Regions from separate parts of the Sus scrofa genome. Here region 2 is linked to region 1. A link is a contact called in public Hi-C data. All regions are on one chromosome and are shown on one strand. Each heading gives the region's core, a stretch centred on a gene start, on an enhancer-like site or on the middle of the called end of the contact. The rest is flanking DNA. Distances are from core to core; before and after follow the strand shown. Region 1 holds the start of MAPK13 (mitogen-activated protein kinase 13). Region 2 holds the start of BRPF3 (bromodomain and PHD finger-containing protein 3).

Evidence for each region. Hi-C and Micro-C count contacts between places; a contact is called where the count stands out from the background.
Region 2: a Hi-C map of embryonic fibroblasts shows a contact between it and region 1, with 4 times the contacts expected there. The contact joins the promoter of BRPF3 here to the promoter of MAPK13 in region 1. A contact is called at or near these places in 3 of 5 promoter capture datasets (fetal liver, fetal skeletal muscle and liver), 23 of 47 Hi-C or Micro-C datasets (adipose tissue, alveolar macrophages, blood and 9 more) and 2 of 2 datasets of contacts at active chromatin or transcription factors (alveolar macrophages and skeletal muscle).

The regions. Positions count from the first base shown.
Region 1 is chr7:31,879,131-31,882,524 of Sscrofa11.1, forward strand. It overlaps MAPK13 (mitogen-activated protein kinase 13), which reads left to right and starts at 1,513. Exons shown (of 12, transcript XM_021098634.1): 1 at 1,513-1,756; 2 at 2,486-2,615. The coding sequence starts at 1,638. LOC110261511 (a long non-coding RNA gene) reads right to left here. Exons shown (of 5, transcript XR_002345687.1): 5 at 2,622-3,237.
Region 2 is chr7:31,924,793-31,928,186 of Sscrofa11.1, forward strand. It overlaps BRPF3 (bromodomain and PHD finger-containing protein 3), which reads left to right and starts at 1,521. Exons shown (of 13, transcript XM_021098638.1): 1 at 1,521-1,752. It overlaps LOC110261741 (atherin-like), which reads right to left. Exons shown (of 5, transcript XM_021100034.1): 2 at 2,314-2,372; 3 at 1,867-2,163; 4 at 353-1,805. The coding sequence ends at 1,164.

The DNA.
Region 1 (3,394 bases), core at 263-2,762:
CTTAACCATTCTATACCTCAGGTTCCTCATCTCTAAAATGAGGATAATAGTACTGACTCATAGACCTCTTACCAGGATTAAGGGAGCTGTGTATGTAAAACACTTAGAATAATGACTGGTACATGGCAAGCCCAAGTGTTCATTAAGTAAGTATTTCTTTCATTTCTAATGGGCTGACTCTTCCATTCATTCGCCACATAGTTTTTGATATCCTACTAGGTGCTGGATATGAATAAGACAGTGTCCCTGCCTGCAATGCCCGATGGGCATTTCCGTGGGGTTCAAGCACCCCTCCCCCACACCCCCAGTGGTCTTCCAGGACTGCACAGGAAGGGCTTGGCACAGGGTTTGGGTTCTGAAGACTTCCTAGGGAGGGCCCCCAGCTTTCTGTAGGCCACAAGCTAGTTCCTTTCCTTCTTCTCTCCTGTTGACAAAGTGAAGCAAGTGGTCCCCACCCTTTCCGCAACCCCAGGCCAGCAGGGGGTCAGACAAGCCAGGCCAGGCAACTGGATTTCTTGTGGCCATTTTCTGCCCCGACCCTGTTCCTCGGAGACCTCTGTGATTTAATTTGAGCACAGAATCTTCCTCGGGCTGCACAAGCCATCAGACACAGGTGGCAGAAGACCCTGACTTGTCATTGCCCTCTCATGGAATTAGAAGGCCAGCAAAAACCCCATTCAAAACAGGAAATTTGAACCTAGACTAGATAGTTGGTATTACAGAATTAGTTAATTAACTTTAGGTGTAAAAAAGGATATTGTGGTTGTGTTTTTAAAATAATCCTTATCTTTAGAGACACAAAAATATTTGTGGGTGAAATGATATACTGCCTGGTTTTGCTTCAGAATGATGGAGTGGGTGGGTGTATGTAGAGGAAACAAAACTGACCAAGAGTTGACATTGTTGAAGCTGGGACTGAGGTCAGGCAGGGTCGTTAAAACCTCTCTATCACAGTGCAGTCCCGGGATCCCCTGAGCCTAGGAGGTGGTTAGAAATGCAGAATCTTGGCTTCTTTCCCGACCTTCTGAATCAGAATCTGTACTTAATAACACGTCAGGGGATCCATGTGCACATTCAAATGTGAGAAGCACTGAGCTATTATCTACCTCTGTATATGTTTGAAACTTTCCATACTTCCATAGTCAAAGTTGTGGAGTTTGGTTTTATTTTCCAAAATGGTTTCCAAAATCTCTGGGAGATCTTCCTACAGAGTCCCGCGCTTGAGGGAGCCAGGAAGCCCTGTCCTCCCGCCCTCTTGCCCAGGGAGCCCCTGGGTCGCTCGGGCCCCCGGCCCCCGGCCCAGCTCATGGAGGAGGAAAGCACCCCTTCCTGCAGGGCAGCGCACCTGCCGCTCCTGGCTGCTCTGTGCCGGGGCCCCGCCCACCACTCCCGGGCTGGCGGAAATCTGGGGCTCCGCGCGCGAGCCGTCGGGCAGGCCTGGGCGGGGCAGCGGCGCACCTGGGCGAGCCGGCAGGTGGGCCGCGCGGCCCGGGCCCCCGCCCTCGCGGGGGAGGAGCAGGCGGCGCGGGGAGGGCACGGCGGGGACCGCGGGCGGGGTGGGGGGGACCGGTGCTGAGAGCCTGGCGGGCGGCGATCGCGGCCACCGCGCTGGAGGCCGCGAAGATTGAGTGCCCGGGATGAGCCTCACCCGGAAAAGGGGTTTCTACAAGCAGGACGTCAACAAGACCGCCTGGGAGCTGCCCAAGACCTACGTGTCCCTGACGAACGTAGGCAGCGGGGCCTACGGTGCAGTGTGGTGAGACCCCCGGGCCTGCGCGCCCGCGGAGGGGCGCGGGAGGCGTCTGGGGCCTCGGGACGAAACGCCGGCGGGCGACCGGGCACCCGGACGCCGGTGGAATCTCCGGATGAGCCGGGGCCCAGCCAGTGCCCTCTTCCCGGACCCGCCTCCGCTGTCCCCTGTCCTGCTGAGCTCTCGAGGCTGGGCGCCTACCAGCTTGATAGAGGACCCCAAGGCCCAAAGCCCTGCGGGCTTGGAAGTCCTTGGCGGGTGCTTTTCTAGGCTGAACCCCAGGAGAAGGCGGCCGGCTGGGCTGCGAAGCCGGGAAGGAGCGGGAAGCCTCAGGCGCCATCTCACTTTAATCACCGGCTTGGCAGGGGTCTCTGTGGGTTGAACTAGGACTGGATCTGTTTCTTCAGGACTTGAACCTTACCCGGGACCCCAGAGTTCATGCGGGCGAATCCCCATTGTTACAAACGGGTACACTGAGGCCCAAACAAGAAGGGACTTGCCAAGTTGCTCTGGGTCCTGTTGGCATTCACCTGTGTCTGAACCCTTGCTGCACACCTCTCAGATTCTGCCCGCTCCCTCTCCATCTTCCACCTCCCACCCCACTGTGCTCTCAGCTGCCCCCTCACAGTCCAGGAGGTGGGGCTTCACCACCACCCCAGCCTAGACTGCTGACTGGGAGAGGCTGGGGTGAGTCCGAGGAAGCCGCTGCCTGCTGACCTGCCTGTGCCTCCACAGCTCAGCCATTGACAAGCGGTCGGGGGAGAAGGTGGCCATCAAGAAGCTGAGCCGGCCCTTCCAGTCTGAGATCTTTGCCAAGCGTGCCTACCGGGAGCTGATGCTGCTGAAACACATGCAGCATGAGAATGTAGGCTGGGCTGGGGGGCTGCCTGGGGAAGACAGAGGGGAGGGGGTCCCAGAGACCTGGCTAGGCCCCTCCACGTGTGGGGAGAAGGCCCTGGAGGGTGCGGGGAGCAAAGGAAGAATTTCCTGGCTCCTCTGACCCTTGATTCTCACCTAATAATTAAAACCGGGTGCCAGGACCCACCCTGCCTACTTCCCAGAAAGGGTGCAAGGAGAATTTCTGGCAGTGGAGCAGAACGAACCTTGTGAGGTGCTCCTTGTAGTTGTTCTAGATCGAAGAGCTGGTGCCCAGAATCCTCCTTAATGTTGTTTCCACATGTGACCCTGATAATAATAATAACAACAATAAGGGATACTCATCGGGGACTTACTATGTGCCCAGCGCAGTTCTAGGAACTCTACATGCAACTAACTTGTTTAATCCTCACACTATCACATAAATACCATTACTCCCAAGTACAGATGGGGAAACTGAGGCACAGACTCAAGGATTATATGGTTAATCAATGGCAGAGCTGGGATTTGACCCAGGCAGCCTGGCTCCAGGCCCTAATCTGTAGGCTGTCCTGTCCGATTGAAAGAGCCAGGAAAAGTAGTGACTCAGTGCTGGGCCTGCTGCAGGATACCTAGAATGGAAGGCAAACATTTAAAATAATGATTTCAAAATACTGTGCACATTTAAAGCCCCAGGCCTCTTCAGCAAACCCTCCCCCATGGCCTCCAGCCAGGGTAAGCTTGCCCCCAGACCCAAACCACCCTTCAGCAGGCATGGCTGGATGTGGT
Region 2 (3,394 bases), core at 271-2,770, 46 kb after region 1:
CCCTTACTTAGATCCACAAGCCACTACCTTTTTCTTTTCTTTTTTTTTCACTCCCTTTTTAAAACAAAATTGGTTAATGAAGTATTTTTGCTATCAATTTGCCAAAAGGTGCTACGGTATAATCAGGAAAACATCTTTGTAATACAAATTAGCTTCCTTACTTTTATCAAACTTTCAAACCCCAAACACAGTATGTTTAAATTCCTTAGGATCATAAACATCTATACCTCAAAAGTTCGTTCAGTTTAAACATTTGGAAGACTTGAATCCTAAGCTTTTATCCTTCTTGCTCTGACTCTACAATCTATGTTCTTGATTGTCAGAACCAAGAGAAAAATTGTGAAAGTCTTACCAAGCTGTACTAGGAGCGCGGACAGCGGAAACGCTTTCAATATGTCATTCATCTTCACTTTTAAGGCAGTCTGTCCATACATACTTTCTGAACATCGTTAAATATTGGTGCTTAAGACTTCAGTCATGTGAGGTAAACGTTCCAATTCATAGGCAAAGTGGGTGGTGGTGGCAAAGGAGCGCTTTTCTAAAATTTACCAAAGTAAAAGCCAAGCTGATTGTATCTGAAAGTCTGAAGCTGCCATTTGTCAAATATCAATTAGAAAGCCGCTTTTGCGTTAACCGATTCCTAGCCAAATCAGTCTTAAGGAGAGACTGTTTCCCTTGTCTACAAACGAGGTGCCAGACGTCCTTAAGCAGACCGTCAAACTTTTACGTTTTTTTCTTTTTAAACACAGGAGGGAGACGATGGGACACTGAGAAACATCAGGTCTGTTTCTTAAGAAGGATGTCTCTGGGGGAAGCAGGCGCTCACCTGTACCCAACAGTGGCAGGTCTTCCCCGGCTGTCTTCCCTGGGGGAGGGTACGGACATCGATAGACCTTTGTCCTCCCGACTGCAGCAAGGGGGTTGGGGGAGGGGCGCGACTTTCTGGGAGTAGTACAGGCACCTGCACCCCGAGACGCAGACCGGTTTTGACATCAATGTCTGCCCTGGCTTAACCTTTGGAGGGACCCTCAAGCCCAGGGAGGGGTTTGTTGCCCTAAACCTTGGCTGCCTCTCCCGCAGGGCTGGGGGAGGGGACGGCTGATCACTCTAAAGAGTTAGGGACCCCGGTCTTTCCCAATAGGACCTGAACGTCCTCCAGCTCTCTAGCCCGGCTTGCCCCGCGGCGAGCTGGGCCGGGGTAAGCCGGGGCAGATCCTTCTTTGCTCCGCGCCCCTACCGCGTCCGCACCGCCACCGTGAGGCCGAGCAGGGGACAGTGCCCTGTGGCGGCAGCGGCTCCGCGCTCCTCTCCGCGCAGCCCCGGCTGCCGCCGCGCCGGGCACGGGCGGGGGGATTTTTTCCCCCCGTTTCCCCCCCTCTTTCGCGCTCTCGCTCCTGTTCAGCGGGAGAGCCCGCGGAGCCAGGGAGGGAGCGAGGGAAGGGGTGGAGGTGGCGGGGGGGTGGGGGAGGCCGGAGGGGCGGATCCTGCCTGGGGGCTGATCCCTCCCTCCCCTCGGCCGGGCTCCGTGGCGGCAGCGGCGGCGACGGCGGCTTCATTCCCCCTCCTCCCCCGGGAGCGGCGGCGGCGGCTGGGCTGGGGCCCCAGCGCGGGCCGGGAGGGGGCACGTCAGTGGCCGCCGAGGCTAGCGCGGGAGGAGGCCGCGCTTCGCTCCCCCGGCCGAACCGACTGCTCGACTGCCGGCCCGCCCGCGCCCAGGGGCCCCCGAACGGTGGGGCCGGGCCAGCGGCTGAGGTAATGGGGGCGGCAGCGGGACCAGACGGAGCGGGGGCCGAGGGCAGAGGGGCCTACGGGGACCGGGGACTGCGCAGGGTGGGGGAGGGAAGCGAGGGGCTTCCCGAGCTGGGCGGGGGCGGTGCGAAAGCTGTTTCCTAGAGCCAAGGCGGCGGCGGGGAAGGAGAAGGCGAGCGAGGGGGGGAGCTGAAAAGCAAGGACCCCCTCCCGCAGCCGCCATCTTGTTTTCCCCCCGGCCCTGGAAGCTGAGCCACCGAGCCCCGCCCCCACCACGCTCTCCAATTGGTCGAGCCAGAGGGGAGTTCCACCCTCTGAGCGTCCCTTGGCGCCCCGGTTTCTCCTGACGGGCAGGTGAGGCGGCCAATGGGTGCTCGCTTCTGTGCCCCGCTCGTTCTCAGGGGCTCGCTTTCTCTGTGTGAGGGTCGGACTCCGCGTCAGTCTGTCGCTGGCGCGCTCGCCCCCTCCTCGATGTTATTTCCCTCCTTTCTCCTCAGAAGGGTCGAGATTTTTCTGGAAGAGGTGCTTCTTTAAAAGGGCAGGAGCCTTGGGAGGGGTCCTCACTTGTCTCCTGAATATCTCGTGTAGGGTGCAGTGGGGGACGATAATAATTCTTTCCGGACCTGGGTGGGGTGGGCGAGTGGGGGGCTCAGGGGATGCGGAGAAGACCTCCGGTGGTGTGGGAAATTTTTGGAGTTGTGTATGTGGGAAGGGCTGCGTGGGATTAGAAACTCCCGCCAAAAAACTAGATTGTAAGCTCTTTGCGGGCGAAACTCATCTCATTTTCCTCAGCAGCAGCCCTTCCCCCTCTAGAGTTTGCCCCTCAGAGACTTGAATGGGACAGCAGAGGTCTCTGTAGGTACTTGATGCTTGCCTGAGAGATGGCTGAACTGCCTGGGAGGCAGCCGGGAGGGAGGGAGAACACACAGTGGCTTTAACAAAGGAGGGGGCACGTCGCCTCCCTCAACTACTGAGGTAGCTTTTCACAGCTCTGCAAGGGTCTCCGTGCCCTTGAAGGGGTGGGGGCAGGTCTCTTGGCCCGGACTGCCCCTATGGAGTTTGCATTTATGAGGCGCGTAGTGGCCAAGGGTCCCTGGAACCTGTTCAGAATTGCCGTGATGATTCTCTTTCCTTTGGTTATGAATAGGATTGTGCCCGCCTGCCACTGTGCCTCAGCCAAATTGGTTGTTGGTAGTCTCACTTTGGGATTGGAAGGCCTTTTAAGTAAGGATGTTAATAATAGCTCATTAACAAATAGGAACGCTTAAAGACAGATTTCATTAATTTCATTTTACTGATTAGAGTATGGGGGCACCGGAGATCGAGTGACTTTCTCCAGTTACCCAGGGCCAAGATTAGAACCTAGATTGCCCCCAGGCTTCTTTTTGTACCAGACCATGGCATCTCTGTGGTGTTTTTACATCTTGGTGAGATGAGCTGAGCAGATCACAAGATTTGGGCTTGAGCTGTAGCTTTACGACTTAACCAGCTTTGGGTGGAGTGACACTTTTGTGAGCCTTTGTTTCTTCATCTGTAAAATGGAGATGAGGATATTCTACCTTCCAAGGTAGCTGAGAAATATTACAAGTAAAAGGGCTTCGTAGTTTATAAAAGTGTGCTAAATTATCATCACCATCTCCACTTT